Linked DNA regions of Mus musculus: regions 1, 3, 4 and 5 are each linked to region 2. Evidence: chromatin contacts called from public Hi-C and promoter capture Hi-C data. All regions are on one chromosome and are shown on one strand. Each heading gives the region's core, a stretch centred on a gene start, on an enhancer-like site or on the middle of the called end of the contact. The rest is flanking DNA. Distances are from core to core; before and after follow the strand shown. Region 1 holds the start of Bckdha (branched chain ketoacid dehydrogenase E1, alpha polypeptide). Region 2 holds the start of Paf1 (Paf1, RNA polymerase II complex component). Region 3 holds the start of Nfkbid (nuclear factor of kappa light polypeptide gene enhancer in B cells inhibitor, delta). Region 4 holds the start of Zbtb32 (zinc finger and BTB domain containing 32). Region 5 holds the start of Rbm42 (RNA binding motif protein 42).

Region 1 (2,700 bases), core at 189-2,688, 2.7 Mb before region 2:
GGGAGGTGATAGAAGCTCCCCCTTTCCAAAGGAGAAGGGGGAAAGGAACAGGAAGAGTAGCTGTAAGGGGGGGGGAGGGGCTGGGAGGAGAGGGGGAGCTGATATCGGGATGTGGAGTGAATAAATAAATAAATGAAAAAGAGAAAAAGACACAGTTTCACAATGTAGCCCTGGCCTGGTACTCACAGAGATCTGTTTGCCTAAGTGCTGGAATCAAAAGCATACATCACCACACCAGGTCCTATTCTTTTTAAAAAGAATCTTTTGGGGGGTGCAGGGAGATGGCTCAGTGACTAAGAGCACTGGCTGCTCTTCCAGAGGAATTGGGTTCAATTCCCAGGACCCATATGGCAGTCCAAAACTGTCTGTATGTACGCAACTCAAGTTCTACAGAATCCAACATCTTCATGCAGACCAAACAACAATGCACGTGAAATAAAAATAAGTAAACCATTTTTAAAAATCTTTTTTTTTTTTTTTTGAGATAGGGTCTCACGTAACTCAACCTGGCCTCAAATGCCTCCTCTCCTACTTCCCAAGCGCTGAAATTACAGACATGTGTCGCCATATCCAGATAAACAAACACACAGGGCTAGGAGCCAAACTCTGGACGTGGCGCGTGCTAGGCAAGCATTCTACACTGTGGTGGTACATTGCCAGACCGCAACAGATTTTGGAAGTGTTATCCTGCCCTTATCAACAATGGATCAAAAGGGAATTCCGAGTTTTCTCCAGTGTTTTCAAGAAAAGTGGGCAGCCAAGCACCGTAGCTTACATCTGTAATGCCAGTACTTGGGAGGCTGGGACAGGACTATCTCCAGTTCGATGCCTGTCTAAGCATCTGGGTGAGCTAAAGGCCATTCCGGACTCGTGGGTGAGATCCTGTCTCAAAAAAATAACGTGGGCAAAGGGTCCTGTTTGAACTTGTAGCTCTCTTTGTCTCCCTTCATAATCATCTTGTGTAAAGGACAGTCATGGCAAAGTCCCTTGCCTTGCCTTTTGATCAGGTGGCATAGGAATCAAACCAGTTTCTTGCTCAACTCCCTTTACAGTTGGAATTTAAGCAATGTAGGACCCTATGAAAACCTGATCTGTCCTTTCAACCCCCGTCTCGTCTCCTTCTATCGAGGCCCACAAGTAGCTGCCTTGCTTTTCCTCTAAAGGGATTCTTCCCTTGAATTTCTCTTCAAGAAGTTTCTCGGACCTTTTCTTTCTTTCCTTCACAGCCCGCGGTGTCTCACACAATGTAAGAATAACTTTTACGTCTCTATTTCTCCCTAAGAAAGACCCCGTGGGGCTCAGATACTCACAGATCTAGCCAAGCCCCGAACCCCAGATCGTCCCAACAGGAGAAGAGCAGCCTGGCGCAGGCCACGGCTCGGCCTCCAGATCTTGGCCGCAGACATCACTATCGCCATCTTGGCTAATAACCACTCCTCCTTTCTCACAGGATAGACATACGGCTGTCCCACCAGATGCCTTATTCAAATAGCAGCACCGCTAGGCCAACACGCTATCTGCTTCTAACCACCTTGCGACAAAGACGCATAAATGAGTAAGGTGGCAATTTTTAGTCTCTAAAATTGCTCCGGTCGTCTGCTTCTAGTTGCTCCTAATTCAGGCAACTAAAAGGACAACTTAACTTGAACCTTCAGGGTTCAGGACCCGGAGCCCTGAGCAAAATGGGCCCTCTCCAAGTCCCTCCCCCTGTTCCCTGTTGTCCAATGGCTATGCCAGAATTGGGAGGTGGAGGTGGGCGGGACCAGATTGTTAGTAAACGCTGAGCCACGTGCTAGGGCCAACTCGGGCGTGCCCTAGACGGGCGCATGCGCAATAGGTACGCGGCCGGTAGAACTGCGCGCGCCGCTAAGCGGAAGCTACGGTGGGAGCCGCAGCGCGCGTGGTCAGCGGCTATGGAGGGCGCAAAGCGTGCAGACGCCAATTTACTCACTGACACCGGAACAGAGTCCAGCCCCCGAAGTCCAGTCTGCAGTCTCCGGCACTTTGCTTGTGAGCAAAACCTGCTGTCCCGGCCGGATGGATCTGCTTCTTTTCTTCAAGGTACGAGCCTCACCAAGTTTAACTCAGCGCGCGCCATCCTCACCGAAGAAGGGTTTTTGAAGAGCGGTTACTGTGTAGTATGTAACCAAGTACGCCCGCCTCCTTGAACTTATTTCTAGATGTTGAGTATACCCACCTCCCGTCTCGAGAAGAAATGAGTTGGCCAGCCTGGTAAATCCCTCTCAGAGGAGATCGAGAGCAAGACCACTCTCATAAGAGTGACTATCCCAGAATAGGTATTTCACCAAGGCAGATATTACCCTTCTCTAGATTTCTTTCTTTCTTTTATCTTTCTTTCAAGACTTATTTTATTTATATAAGAGCACTGTAGCTGTCTTCAGACACACCAGAAGAGGGCATCAGATCCCGTTACAGATGGCTGTGAGCCACCATGTGGTTGCTGGGAATTCAACTCAGGACCTTTGGAAGAGCAGTCAGTGCTCATAACCACTGAGCCATCTCTCCAGCTCCCCTTGACTAGATTTCTTGGGTTTTTGTTGTTGTTGTTGTTGTTGTTGTTTTCACTTTGTTGTTGAACTCACTTTGTAGACCAGGCTGGCCTTGAACTCAGAAATCCGCCTGCTTCTGCCTCCCGAGTGCTGGGATTAAAGGCGTGCGCCACCACGCCTGGCTTTGACT
Region 2 (2,700 bases), core at 71-2,570:
TCAGTAACCTGCTCTCGTTTGGAATTACCACTAATAGCTTCCTGGACATACCCTTTATCTAGTCATCATGGACTGAAATGACACTTAGGCCGTACTTCTGCACGGAACTTAACCAGAACGGTTTCTCTTTTTACTCTTCTCCTCCTGCCTCCCCCACTTCCATCTAGTTTTTTGGGACAGGGTTTCTCTGTGTAGCCAAGGCTGTCTTGGAACTCAAAAGATTTACCTTCCTTTGCCTCCAGAAGGCAGGAATTAAAGGCTTGCACTACCATACACAGTTAAAATTGTCATTCATGCTGGGCATGGTAGCGCACGCCTTTAATCTCAGCACTTGGGAGGCACAGGCAGGCGGATTTCTGAGTTCGAGGCCAGCCTGGTCTACAGAGTGAGTTCCAGGACAGCCAGGGCTATACAAAGAAACCCTGTCTCGAAAAACAAAAAAAAACAAACAAACAAAAATTGTCATTCATCCTCATCTCCTTTCTCTCCACAGGGTTTCACTATGTAGACCCTGGTCGGCCTGGAACTCTATAGACCAGACTGGCCTCGAGCTCAGATCCGTCCCCCTCTGCTGTCCCAGCACGGGGATTAAGAACGCGCCACCACTACAGCTGACCGGAGCTTCACTTTGGTTAGACACAAACACAACACAGCTAGTCTGTCTTCTCTTCCCGACCTACGATCTCTCCTTCAACAAACAGCCCCTCGGCGCTCGTCCCCGGAGCCCGCCCGCCCGCCAGCCAGCCCCTCTTGCTCCCCGCGCAGGGCCCATCACCTGGAGACTCTCCTTCAGTTGCGGGATGAGCATCTTGTAGCGCTGCACAGGATCGAAGTCCTGCTGCTGCTGCTGCAGGAGCCCGCTCTGGGCAGAACCCACCAACTGGGTCGGTTGTGGCTGTTGCTGGGGACCCGGACCCCCGGCAGAACCCGGGCCTGACACACCAGACGCAGAGGAAACCGCTGCAGCCTGTGGCTGGGGCGCAGCCATTTTCCTCCGCTAGAACGCCGGAAATGCGTCATAAATGCGTCTGCTCCGGTAGCTCCTCAGCTTTTTCAGTTGGCTGACCTCCTAGTTAGCCATGCCTTACCGACAGATTAGCCAATGGGAGAAGAGGATATGCATTTTTCTCCGCCCTCCCAAATCCGAGGCCATGAGTGGAATATCTTTTCGCCAATCATAAGAGGAGTTCCCCCACGGCTCCGCCCCTTCACCCACAGCTCGCCAATCACTGTGAAGGACTGACCAAACTCTATTTCCCTGAAGGCCTTGCGGCCAGGAGCGACCTGTCTAGTCTTCTGCGTCTTGGTAGCAGTCGGAGCGGGAGCTGCAAGTCTGTGTCCGACGCTGTCTGTGCTCTTACTTCAGTCACACCCGAGCCCTTCTCGTCGGCCCACTTCATCCCCTTTCCCCGCGGAGCCCGGCGTCTACGGGAGCCTGTCCTTGGATCCGGCGTCTCTCAAAGTCGGTACGCCACTCAGCGTCCGCCTGCGGCCAGCGAGGACGCCTACCGCGCCGCCGTCGCCTGGTCGCGATGGCGCCCACCATCCAGACCCAGGCCCAGAGGGAAGATGGCCACAGGTAGGTCTCCTGTCACCTGCCGCTTCATTTTGTTTTGTGAGCTGCAAGCTGGGGACTAGGCCGAGGGGGGCTGCTTGCGACATCACTGATTCCCTCAGGTCGGCCCCCGAGGTCGCGCAGCGCTCACCCCCGATGAAGGGGCGGTCCCCCCTGGGCTCTGCGGTCGCTTCCTGGTCCCCTGCTATTCAATTTCGGAATTGCACCTTGCGGGAGGGAGTCAGACCTCAGTCTCCTTCAGTGAAGCTTCTGGATTGCTCTCCTCAGGGGATTGAGCATCTGGCTTCATGCTTTATCACCATCATCACCATCACTCCTTCAGAAATTCGGGGGCCGGCCTTTCCACTCACATGGCCAACTCTTGACATCTCTCTCTCTCTCTCTCTCTCTCTCTCTCTCTCTTCTCCCCGAAACCAGGCCCAATTCCCACCGGACCTTGCCTGAGAGGTAAGCTCCCAGCTCCGTTTTCCAGGAGGGGTGGAACACGAACAGGGGAGGCGGTTAGGGGGCCTTTTTTGTGCTTTGGAGAATCTCATAAAGTGGCCCAGACTGGTCTTTGTGCCCCAGTCTCATGGGTGCCGGGATTGCAGCCTTATGTGCCCAGCAGCACAGGCCTAGGGTTGTGTGTGTGTGTGTGTGTGTGTGTGTGTGTGTGTGTTTAAATTGTACACACCTTAGCTCTGAGTGGCAGTCTAAAGACATTTCCTTAGGCTGGACAGCAGGCACTTTCACCTGCTGAGGTATCTTGTCAGCTTGAGGCAGGGTTTGTTTGTATGTAAGTACACTGTAGCAGTCTTCAGACACCCCAGAAGAGGGCATCAGATTTCATTGCAGATGGTTGTGAGCCACCATGTGGTTGCTGGGATTTGAACTCAGGACCTTAACTGCTGAGCCATCTCTCCAGCCCGTTTGTTTTTTAAAGATTTATTATATGTGAGTACACTGTAGCTGTTTTCAGACACCCCAGAAGAGGGGGTCACATCTTGTTATGGATGGTTGTGAGCAACGATGTGGTTGCTGGGATTTGAACTCAGGACCTTTGGAAGCCGCAATCAGTGCGCTTTTTTTTTTTTTAAAGATTTATTTATTATTATATATAAGTACACTGTAGCTGTCTTCAGACA
Region 3 (2,700 bases), core at 169-2,668, 2.0 Mb after region 2:
GGAACGCGCCTTTCTGGATGCTTTGAAGGTTGGCTGGAGCGTAAAGCTGGGCCCTGAGAATTGATTCTGGACGTTGAAGAGGAGAGGCTGGGATCCTGGACTTCTGAGTCCTTGGGAGTGTTGGACATCCTTGGGAGTTGGGGTGCAAGGACTGAGAGGCCTGATACCGGGGGTTCTCTAAGAGGACGAAGTGACCCGGACTCCTTCACCCAAGGAGGGGCTGCATTGCATCCTTGAAATTGCGGTTATGGACGCAGGTTTGGGCCTCGAAGGTCGGGCGCTGGACCTCAGGAGTCCACTCTGGTAGAGAGCAGCCCCGCCCTGGGACTTCCCAGAGCACCACTGGTGCAGGGTGCCCGGGCCGAACAGGAATTCCCCGTGCGCGGGGATTCCACGGGCGCCGCGCTTCGCTGCGTGCCCCGCCTCCGAGCCAGACACCTGCGGCGCGCGCGTGCGGAGCGGAACTGGGAGGTGGAAGATTCCCTTGCGTTAGCGCCGTGACGTCAGCGCGCGGCGTCTCGTCTCGAGGGTTTCCGAGTCAGTCCTCGGCTGACTTTAACCCTTCTCGCGCTGGAGTCTGAGCTGGGAAGTCTGGGCTGGGGATTTGCTCTTCTTGGGTCGAGGGAACCGGATTTTCAGGTCTCAGAGGAGACTGAGGGTCTGTACTCTTGGGTTCTGGGTGAATGGATTGTGCCAATGGGATACAGGGGCATCTCCGGGATGGTTGGTCCCTGCTATTCCCAAGTTTGCCGAGGTGGGGGCGGGAGCTTTGCGACTCCAGATCCCTGGATCATTGAGGAACTACACCGCTACTGATTTGGTGGATCCTGGCAGAGAGGCTAGAGCAAGAGTGGTGATCCCAAGACTTGGAGAGGAGCAACTCACCCTTTCCTGTGCTGAGGACTCTGGGCTTACGTTCTACCATCCACCCAGCCTTGCGCCCAGCCCCACATGTCAGATTCTAGAACAGAGAAACATTTTGTTGTTGTTTTGAGACAGAGGTCTCAGGTAGTCCAGGTTGGCCTCTCACTTCGTTTATAGATGAGTCTGGCCTTAACACCTGACCCTCTGCCACCACCTCGCTGGGATTGCAGGGGTGTGCCTCTACTCCTAGTTAAAACAGAGATATTGGGAACCTGGAAATGCCTTTTCGGGAAGTTGAGATTAGCAAACCCCAGTCCTCCACTCCTAGTGTTAGGACCTGGTCGCCTAGGTTGGGATTTTTAACGGATGTGGTGGTGCTTCCGAGGAGCCCGGTGTCTCCGGAGAAGATAGATGCTTCAGAGAAGTGCTAGCCTCCCCACTTCCTCAGTTTCCACTACGGTGGTGGAAAGTTGGTGCGGAGGAAAAGCGTGGAGGAAAAGGAAGGAAATGGCGGAGGCGGGGCCCTGCACTCAACATCTTCTGTTGGCTTTGTAGTTCTCCAGCTCGCTCGAAGGAAAGGAGGGCGCCCACATGCACTCCCAGCCACCCACCGCTGCCACCGAGGCTGCATTCGGGTGACTTAAACATTCCTGATGACTTCCTTCTGTCTTCCCACACACAGTGAGTCGGCCTGAGCGTAGTCACTGCCCAACACAGACGGTAAAGAAGCTTCTGGAAGAACAGAGGCGCCGACAGCAGCAGCCAGAGGCTGCTGGGGTGCCGGTGAGTCTCTGGAAGTCGCCATGTGCGCTGGGGGAGATGGGAGTTGTAGTCCTGACTCTGAGGCTCTGCAGGTGGGGGACAGACCTGGAAGAATCTTCCAGATTCATAAATTCATTTCCTTTACATTGCAGGGACACTTCTCCCCTCCTCTGGTCCAGCCACTGACTCCATCTGTGAATGAGGCAGAGCCAGGTAAGAATAAAGTTAGCTCCTAGCCCAGCTTCTCTTAGACTCAGGCATCCCAGCTCTTAGACCTTTGGGGACCGAGGAGTCAGGCAGCTCTCATTATTCTTGAGCCATATGGGAAATTTTGATGACCAGCCTGCCATCGTTGCACATGTCTATATTCCCAGTACTCCGGAGTTGAGGGGGGGCGGATTGCCATTGGGTTTGAGGTCATGTGGTTTTTTTTTTTTACTAGCAAGTTCCAGGCCACCTAGAGCTATCTAAGACACCTTGTCTTATAACCAAAACCCCTGGAATTTGACGTTGGTTTTCAGTAGCCCAGTAGTCCATGAATAGTGTCCTTCAAGCATCCAGGGTTTAAGACTCCAGGACTTCAGATCCCAGTTGCTTGAGATCCAGTAGGCCTGGCATCGCAGCTTGCTGATGCCCCAGGACTGGAGGACCCAGCTCCTCAGTGTCTCAGGACCTCTGGAGACTCCAGGTTTACCTTCCCTGGCCATGTCTCCAGGCTGTAATAACAGGCTGGTTCTGACCACCCTCTCTGTTTCAGGCCATACTCATTTCCCTGCCTTCCAAGAGACTGTGGATTCCGGACCTGGCAACCTGGCTCCCCCTTCAGGCTTTGCAGACTGGGACCCTAGCATCCATGCTACCTATACAGAGGGCTCTTTCCCATTCTCTGCTTCTGAAGGCTTCCTGACTCCTGATTTCTACCCTCCGTCAGACCCAGGCCGGTCAGGCCCATTTCCCCTGGTGATGGAGGTAAACTATAGGGTGGGGACAGATGCTTAAGGGCCCCTAAAAACTTCTCAGTGGTGCTGAGCCTAGTGGCGCAGGCTTGTCATCCCAGCTACTCCGGAGGCAGAG
Region 4 (2,700 bases), core at 186-2,685, 2.2 Mb after region 2:
AGCTCATCTTCATCCTTGCCCTTTTGAGCTCTCTGACAGGCCTCTTCCAAGGCCTGTACCCCCAAGGCTTTGGCTGCCTCTTCAAGGTCCCCCAGCTCCCCAGGCTGTAGCTCTATACTCTCTCCATAGACAAAGGTCAGAATCTGAGCAAAGGTGGAAGGGCTTATGTCTTCAACCAGAGCCCACCGGCCCCTGCAGCCAAGCCTTGGGCTTGCACCTGCCAGCACTAGGCTGTGAGCCGGGAACTCCAGGCCCCCTACTGTGATCAGGGTATCACACAGTGCTGGCCGGAGTCTAGCCGCTAACTGTACCAACCTATCAGAGCCATATGGGCTGATTAGTCTTGTGGGGGTCTGGGGCATTGTTCCTGGCTAATCTACCAGTTTCACAGGCTCTGAGAGGAAAGCCACAATGGGGGATCCATGATTGAAGTGGGAGAGAAACCGCATACTCTCTGGCCTGTGAAGGGGAAGGGAGAAAGAGTGAGTGTCTGGGCTCAGATTGGTGCTGTCTGTCCTGAATGAATCAAATAAACTAAGCCAAAGGCCAGCTGTGGGGATGCCACACTAGGAGAATGCACACTGGGCCAGAGGTTAGGTTTGGGGCCTGAAGAACGACAGCCAGGCAGTTAGCAGAGGTATCAGATAGTGGGTTTAGGGCTGGTATAGTTAGCAAACACCCAGCTTAAGGAAGGTTTGGCTTCCCCAGGCTCTTTTGCAGGGAAAGCCTCTGAACAGCCTGGCCTTTTCCACACTTTGCATCAAACCTGGCATTTATGAATGGAGGAAGATGCGACCTCATGAGAGAGCTCAGACAGCTTTTGGGTCCTCCCCCAACATGAGCCCAGAAAGCCAGAGAAGGCATCAAGACAGCTCACATGGCAGGACAAAAGACTCTTAAGGCGTCACACAATTGTCTCTGCAAGACTGAAGCTTCTAGAATACACCCTCTGAGAAGGGATTGGAAAAGAGCAGAGATCTCCATCCAGTGGGTTAAGGGAGTCACACAAGAGTTTTAGAGAAGGCTTTGATGCCTGAGGAAGTGAAAGAAAGGAAAAAGAGACTGGGGAAAGGGAAGCTACTTCCTCTCACAAGGAGGATAAAGAATGGTTGAGTTCTGTTTTTCATAAGCCAAAAGACTAAGACTCAGAAAGTGCTCAACAAGTCAAGACTTTAATCACACATCAAAACCATCATGACACAGAGAGAGATAGCCTGCGAGTCTTAGCATCCTGCAGGCCTAGCTCGGTGTGGACCCTCCATGAGTAAGCAGCATGGTGGGGGAGGCAGAGAGAGGAATGAGGAACTACTTAGACACCTTGGAGTGAGGGATGCAGGGTGGCAGGAAGTAGAAAGAAGGTTGGAATGGAGGAAAAGCACAGCTGGGGAGAGGGATGGTAACTCACCTCTGTAGCTGCCTCCTAGTACCGCATGCTCACTACTGCTCCTGGGGTTCCTGCCCACCTACCCCCAGTTAGCTCCACCCCGTCCTCAGTCATCCCAAGTATTAGTCTGCCACAGTCCCCTAGAGGGGTGTGGCTTACTGTCTCTGCTTAGGACCTATAAGAGAGGCTACAGATCTACTTTTAACAACCCGGACTGCCTTGCCTCCTCAGTCTAATTCACTTGTGAGTTCTGTAGAGTCAAAGATGTGAACCTGTGGTGACAGGGACTTTGGGATAGTCAAGAGTTGAAGCCTCATCTCTGCCATTTACTAGTTGAGTCACCTTGGGCACGTCATCCCTCCCTCAGTCACCTCATGCATCAAGTGTCATGGTCTCGTCCAGAGGTGGGGGTGAAAATGAAGTGCCATGCATGAGGAAGCAGTCTGTGAGCACAACACAGCATTCAGCTGCTATTAGTTCTACATCCTGGAGGTGGCCATAGCAAGGAGTAGCTGGAAAAGCACTTGTGATACCTCAGAAGTGTAAGCATAGAAACACAGAATGGGAAGCAGCAGGCAGAGGAAAAGCCAAGGCTCCTCCTTTCCCTGGCTTAGTTCATCAGGCCCCCCTTCCTCTATGAGACTGACCCTTGTCCTCTGGACCACAGCAAAGACTAGGTGTGTGTGACTCAGATCCTCCCAGCAGACTCTGAGGGGGGCAACCCCAGGAAGCCTGTGGTGGTCTTCGAAGAGAAAAATCTCCTTTTCTTGGGCTGATGACAAATGACATTTCTCTGAAATCAAAACCAGGGGTTTCTTTCATTTTCTGCTCAAGGGGTCAAGGTCCCTAGAGATTTCCACCTCTTTTGACACCTTTAGCGCCCCCCCCCCATATGTCTTCTTCCTGTGTAGCTCAGGCTGGTCTTGAAATCTCTATCATCCTGTCTCAGCCAGTGCCACCACGCCCAGTTTTGATACTCTTTAAATTGAGGAAGGGATAAAAAGCCTTTGAAACTCAAATTTGTTTGTTTCCTTTTAATTTATTTTACTTATGTTTTGTTTTTTACCATTCTACCAATCTGATCCTAAGCTGCTCTTCTCATTCATGGCAGGTGTCTAATCTGTCATACATATGGAGTAAATACGGAGAGGAGAGACAGGCCAGACATTGGCTGGGCTGCTGTGGTGCCAGAATGAGCTGAGTCCCCTGAGGTTTCTCCCTAGCTTCTGGCCCCTCCTCGAGCCAATAACGAACAGTCAGATCTGTTTTTCCCCCTTGGCTCCAGGACTCCAAGATGTTCAGTCCAGCCTTCTATT
Region 5 (2,700 bases), core at 198-2,697, 2.3 Mb after region 2:
ATACACCCCTTGCTTAGAACAGTGCCTAGTGCTGAGAAGGCACAAGAGTGCCTTTGATCTTTTTTGTTCCCTCCACAATGCAAGGGATTGAACCCACGGCTTTGACATGCCAGGCATGAGATTATTACTAAGCTGCATCCCAGCCCACCTAATAACTGTGAACAGAATAAACACGTTTTCTCTGCTGGTGTTCCTCTAAATAGTTCCCCCCTGTTTCCTTCTTTCCTCGGCTTCTTTCTTACAGCTGACTATTAAGCACCTGGAATATTATCCATGAGTCTTGGGAATGACAACACAGATATACATTTTAATATTGTTTTGGTTTTTTTGTGGTGGTAGTGGGCTTAGAAAATAGGACTCTGCCAGGCTAAGTGCTCTACCACTGAACTACACCCCAAATCTGTGAATAAAAACTTTCAAGAGATTTTTTTTTTTGTTTGTTTTTCGAGACAGGGTTTCTCTGTATAGCCCTGGCTGTCCTGGAACTCACTCTGTAGACCAGACTGGCCTCGAACTCAGAAATCCACCTGCCTCTGCCTCCCGAGTGCTGGGATTAAAGGTGTGCGCCACCATGCCTGGCTCAAGAGATGTTTATATAGAATAATCTAACACTGCAGAAAGTTCTACCGGACAGGCACTGTAGAATATTAGTTTCCAATGGATTAAATATACTGTCTTGCATCCTGAGTCCCTGGCACTTAAGTGGTCATGCCAGCCAAAACATCAATCGCTGTCCATAGATAAGCCCTTATTGGGACCAAACCATTCTGTTCTCCCGACTCAAGCTGTAGCTCTCACCTTACCTGTTGGTATGTGTTGGTGGCGATAATTGGGCGGATCACAGGAGCTGGGGGGACCTGCATCGCTTCTACCGTGGGCACCGCAGGCACAGCAGTTGGGATTCCGGTCACCGGAGCTCCCAATACTTCTTGCTCAAACCTGGGGGAGCGGGACAGATACCATAGGTCAGGTCTCACCAAGCCTGAGGTGCTGGGTACTTCTCCACCGCGCCTTCATCCCAGCTAATGCCTCCCCGCATCCCTCGGGTCCCACGGCCCCTTATGGAACCACATCTCAACCTTCTGAAGACCTGGAGGCTACAGGGTTAATTGGGTTTGCCCGGGAACAGCTTTTATTTCTCCTACTCAGGGCCTTACAGGGCCATCTCCGCCTCCATTTCTTTCAAGCGTTCCTCGCCGCTCTTGCCCGGGATGCCGACACCAGGCCCCGGGACCACCGGCCCTCCCGCCACCGGGAGTCCCGGAGCCGGCCCTGCTCCGGCCATCGCTGATGCCATAGCCTTCACCGCTCCTTCCAGCAGCCGCAGCGGGTTCTACGGTCGAGTCCCTGTCGTCTCAGGGTGGGAGCCGGCCGATGACGTATGGACTACCGCGACGGATGCGCTGCGTGAGGACGTAGTTTAAGAACAGGGGCTGAGACTTGGCCACACCCCCAGAGCGAGCAAAAGCCAATTAGAGTGTCGGAAAGTCAGGGCCCCGGAAGGGCCTCTAATCTGACAGACGCGGCTGTACGGATAGGCCCCGCCCTCGTAGAGAAAGGTGGGCGAATGAGAGCGAAGCAACGTCACTTTGACCCACCCCGCTGTGGAAGCCGGAACTTTGAGGAGGCACGGAAGTTCGGAGGTCCTTCCAGAAGTTTGTAAACACTGCAAAGCCAGGGTAGGAGTCTTTTGCACTCGGTGGACAGATACACTGCCAGGGGTCAGTTCATTATTCTTTTTTTGAATAAAATTTAATTTTACTGACTACCTCCATGGTTTTCTTTTTTTCATTTTGGGGTTTGGTTTGGTTTTGAGCCCAGGTATGGAACTTCCTAGGTTGACATAGGCTTTCAAGTGCTGGGATTATGGATACAGAACAAAATATTGGCTTTTAAAAAAGATTTATTTATTATTATATCTAACTACACTGTAGCTGTCAGACACACCAGAAGAGGGTGTCAGATCCCATTACAGATGGTTGTAAGCCACCATGTTGTTGCTGGGAATTGAACTCAGGACCTCTGGAAGAGCAGTCAGTGCTCTTAACTGCTGAGCCATCTCTCCAGCCCCCCAAATATTGGCTTTTATACTAGAGATATCTAGAGAGAAGTGTGGAGGTACATGTCTTTAATCCCATAATTTAGGAGATAGCCATGCAGATCTCTGGATTTAAGGTCAATCTACAGAGCAAGTTCCAGGACAGCCAAGCTTAGGCAATGAGGGAGGTGGAAAACAGAAAGCTGGTAATAGAATGGGGTTGGGGGTGGGGTGATGTTCCAGCATGTGGCTCTGGCTTTAGAGTGAAAAAGAGAAGAGACTACTGGGACAATTGATGCTGGTTAGCTGGAGCTAAGAAATTAGCGGTGATTAAGAAGAGACCAGCTGAGCCGGGTGTGGTGGCGCACGCCTTTAATCCCAGCACTCGGGAGGCAGAGGCAGGTGGATTTCTGAGTTCGAGGCCAGCCTGGTCTACAGAGTGAGTTCCAGGACAGCCAGGGCTACACAGAGAAACCCTGTCTTGGAAAAAAACAAACAAACAAACAAACAAAAGAGACCAGCATCTGGGGCTGTAGAGATGGCTCAGCGGTTAAGAGTACCAGATGCTCTTCCAGAGGACCTGGGTTCAATTCTCAGCAACCACATGGTGACTCCCAACCATCTGTAATGGGATCTAATGCCCTCTTCTGGTGTGTCTGAAG

Evidence for each region. Promoter capture Hi-C pulls out the DNA fragments that hold promoters and counts their contacts. Hi-C and Micro-C count contacts between places; a contact is called where the count stands out from the background. Capture Hi-C pulls out chosen DNA fragments and counts their contacts.
Region 1: a promoter capture Hi-C map of liver shows a contact between it and region 2, with 3 times the contacts expected there. The contact joins the promoter of Bckdha here to the promoter of Paf1 in region 2. A contact is called at or near these places in 1 of 39 promoter capture datasets (liver) and 2 of 9 other capture datasets (adipose tissue and liver).
Region 3: a contact with region 2 is called in a Hi-C map of neutrophils, with 6 times the contacts expected there. The contact joins the promoter of Nfkbid here to the promoter of Paf1 in region 2. A contact is called at or near these places in 6 of 39 promoter capture datasets (the C10 cell line, cranial neural crest, embryonic stem cells and 2 more), 3 of 484 Hi-C or Micro-C datasets (B cells, bone marrow-derived macrophages and neutrophils), 3 of 115 datasets of contacts at active chromatin or transcription factors (astrocytes, bone marrow-derived dendritic cells and regulatory T cell precursor) and 1 of 9 other capture datasets (liver).
Region 4: a promoter capture Hi-C map of liver shows a contact between it and region 2, with 2.8 times the contacts expected there. The contact joins the promoter of Zbtb32 here to the promoter of Paf1 in region 2. A contact is called at or near these places in 4 of 39 promoter capture datasets (the C10 cell line, cranial neural crest, liver and 1 more), 1 of 484 Hi-C or Micro-C datasets (B cells) and 1 of 115 datasets of contacts at active chromatin or transcription factors (bone marrow-derived dendritic cells).
Region 5: a promoter capture Hi-C map of adipose tissue shows a contact between it and region 2, with 2.7 times the contacts expected there. The contact joins the promoter of Rbm42 here to the promoter of Paf1 in region 2. A contact is called at or near these places in 1 of 115 datasets of contacts at active chromatin or transcription factors (acute myeloid leukemia) and 1 of 9 other capture datasets (adipose tissue).

Annotation. Positions count from the first base shown.
Region 1 is chr7:25,657,323-25,660,022 of GRCm38.p6, forward strand. It overlaps Bckdha (branched chain ketoacid dehydrogenase E1, alpha polypeptide), which reads right to left and starts at 1,439. Exons shown (of 9, transcript NM_007533.5): 1 at 1,311-1,439. The coding sequence starts at 1,418. It overlaps Exosc5 (exosome component 5), which reads left to right and starts at 1,831. Exons shown (of 6, transcript NM_138586.3): 1 at 1,831-2,061. The coding sequence starts at 1,914.
Region 2 is chr7:28,391,676-28,394,375 of GRCm38.p6, forward strand. Paf1 (Paf1, RNA polymerase II complex component) reads left to right here and starts at 1,321. Exons shown (of 14, transcript NM_019458.3): 1 at 1,321-1,579; 2 at 1,994-2,023. The coding sequence starts at 1,533. It overlaps Med29 (mediator complex subunit 29), which reads right to left and starts at 1,015. Exons shown (of 4, transcript NM_026042.3): 1 at 776-1,015. The coding sequence starts at 988.
Region 3 is chr7:30,421,857-30,424,556 of GRCm38.p6, forward strand. Nfkbid (nuclear factor of kappa light polypeptide gene enhancer in B cells inhibitor, delta) reads left to right here and starts at 1,419. Exons shown (of 11, transcript NM_172142.4): 1 at 1,419-1,647; 2 at 1,779-1,839; 3 at 2,384-2,595. The coding sequence starts at 2,590.
Region 4 is chr7:30,591,507-30,594,206 of GRCm38.p6, forward strand. It overlaps Zbtb32 (zinc finger and BTB domain containing 32), which reads right to left and starts at 1,436. Exons shown (of 6, transcript NM_021397.2): 1 at 1,406-1,436; 2 at 1-459. The coding sequence starts at 362.
Region 5 is chr7:30,648,781-30,651,480 of GRCm38.p6, forward strand. Rbm42 (RNA binding motif protein 42) reads right to left here and starts at 1,448. Exons shown (of 10, transcript NM_133693.2): 1 at 1,158-1,448; 2 at 804-939. The coding sequence starts at 1,297.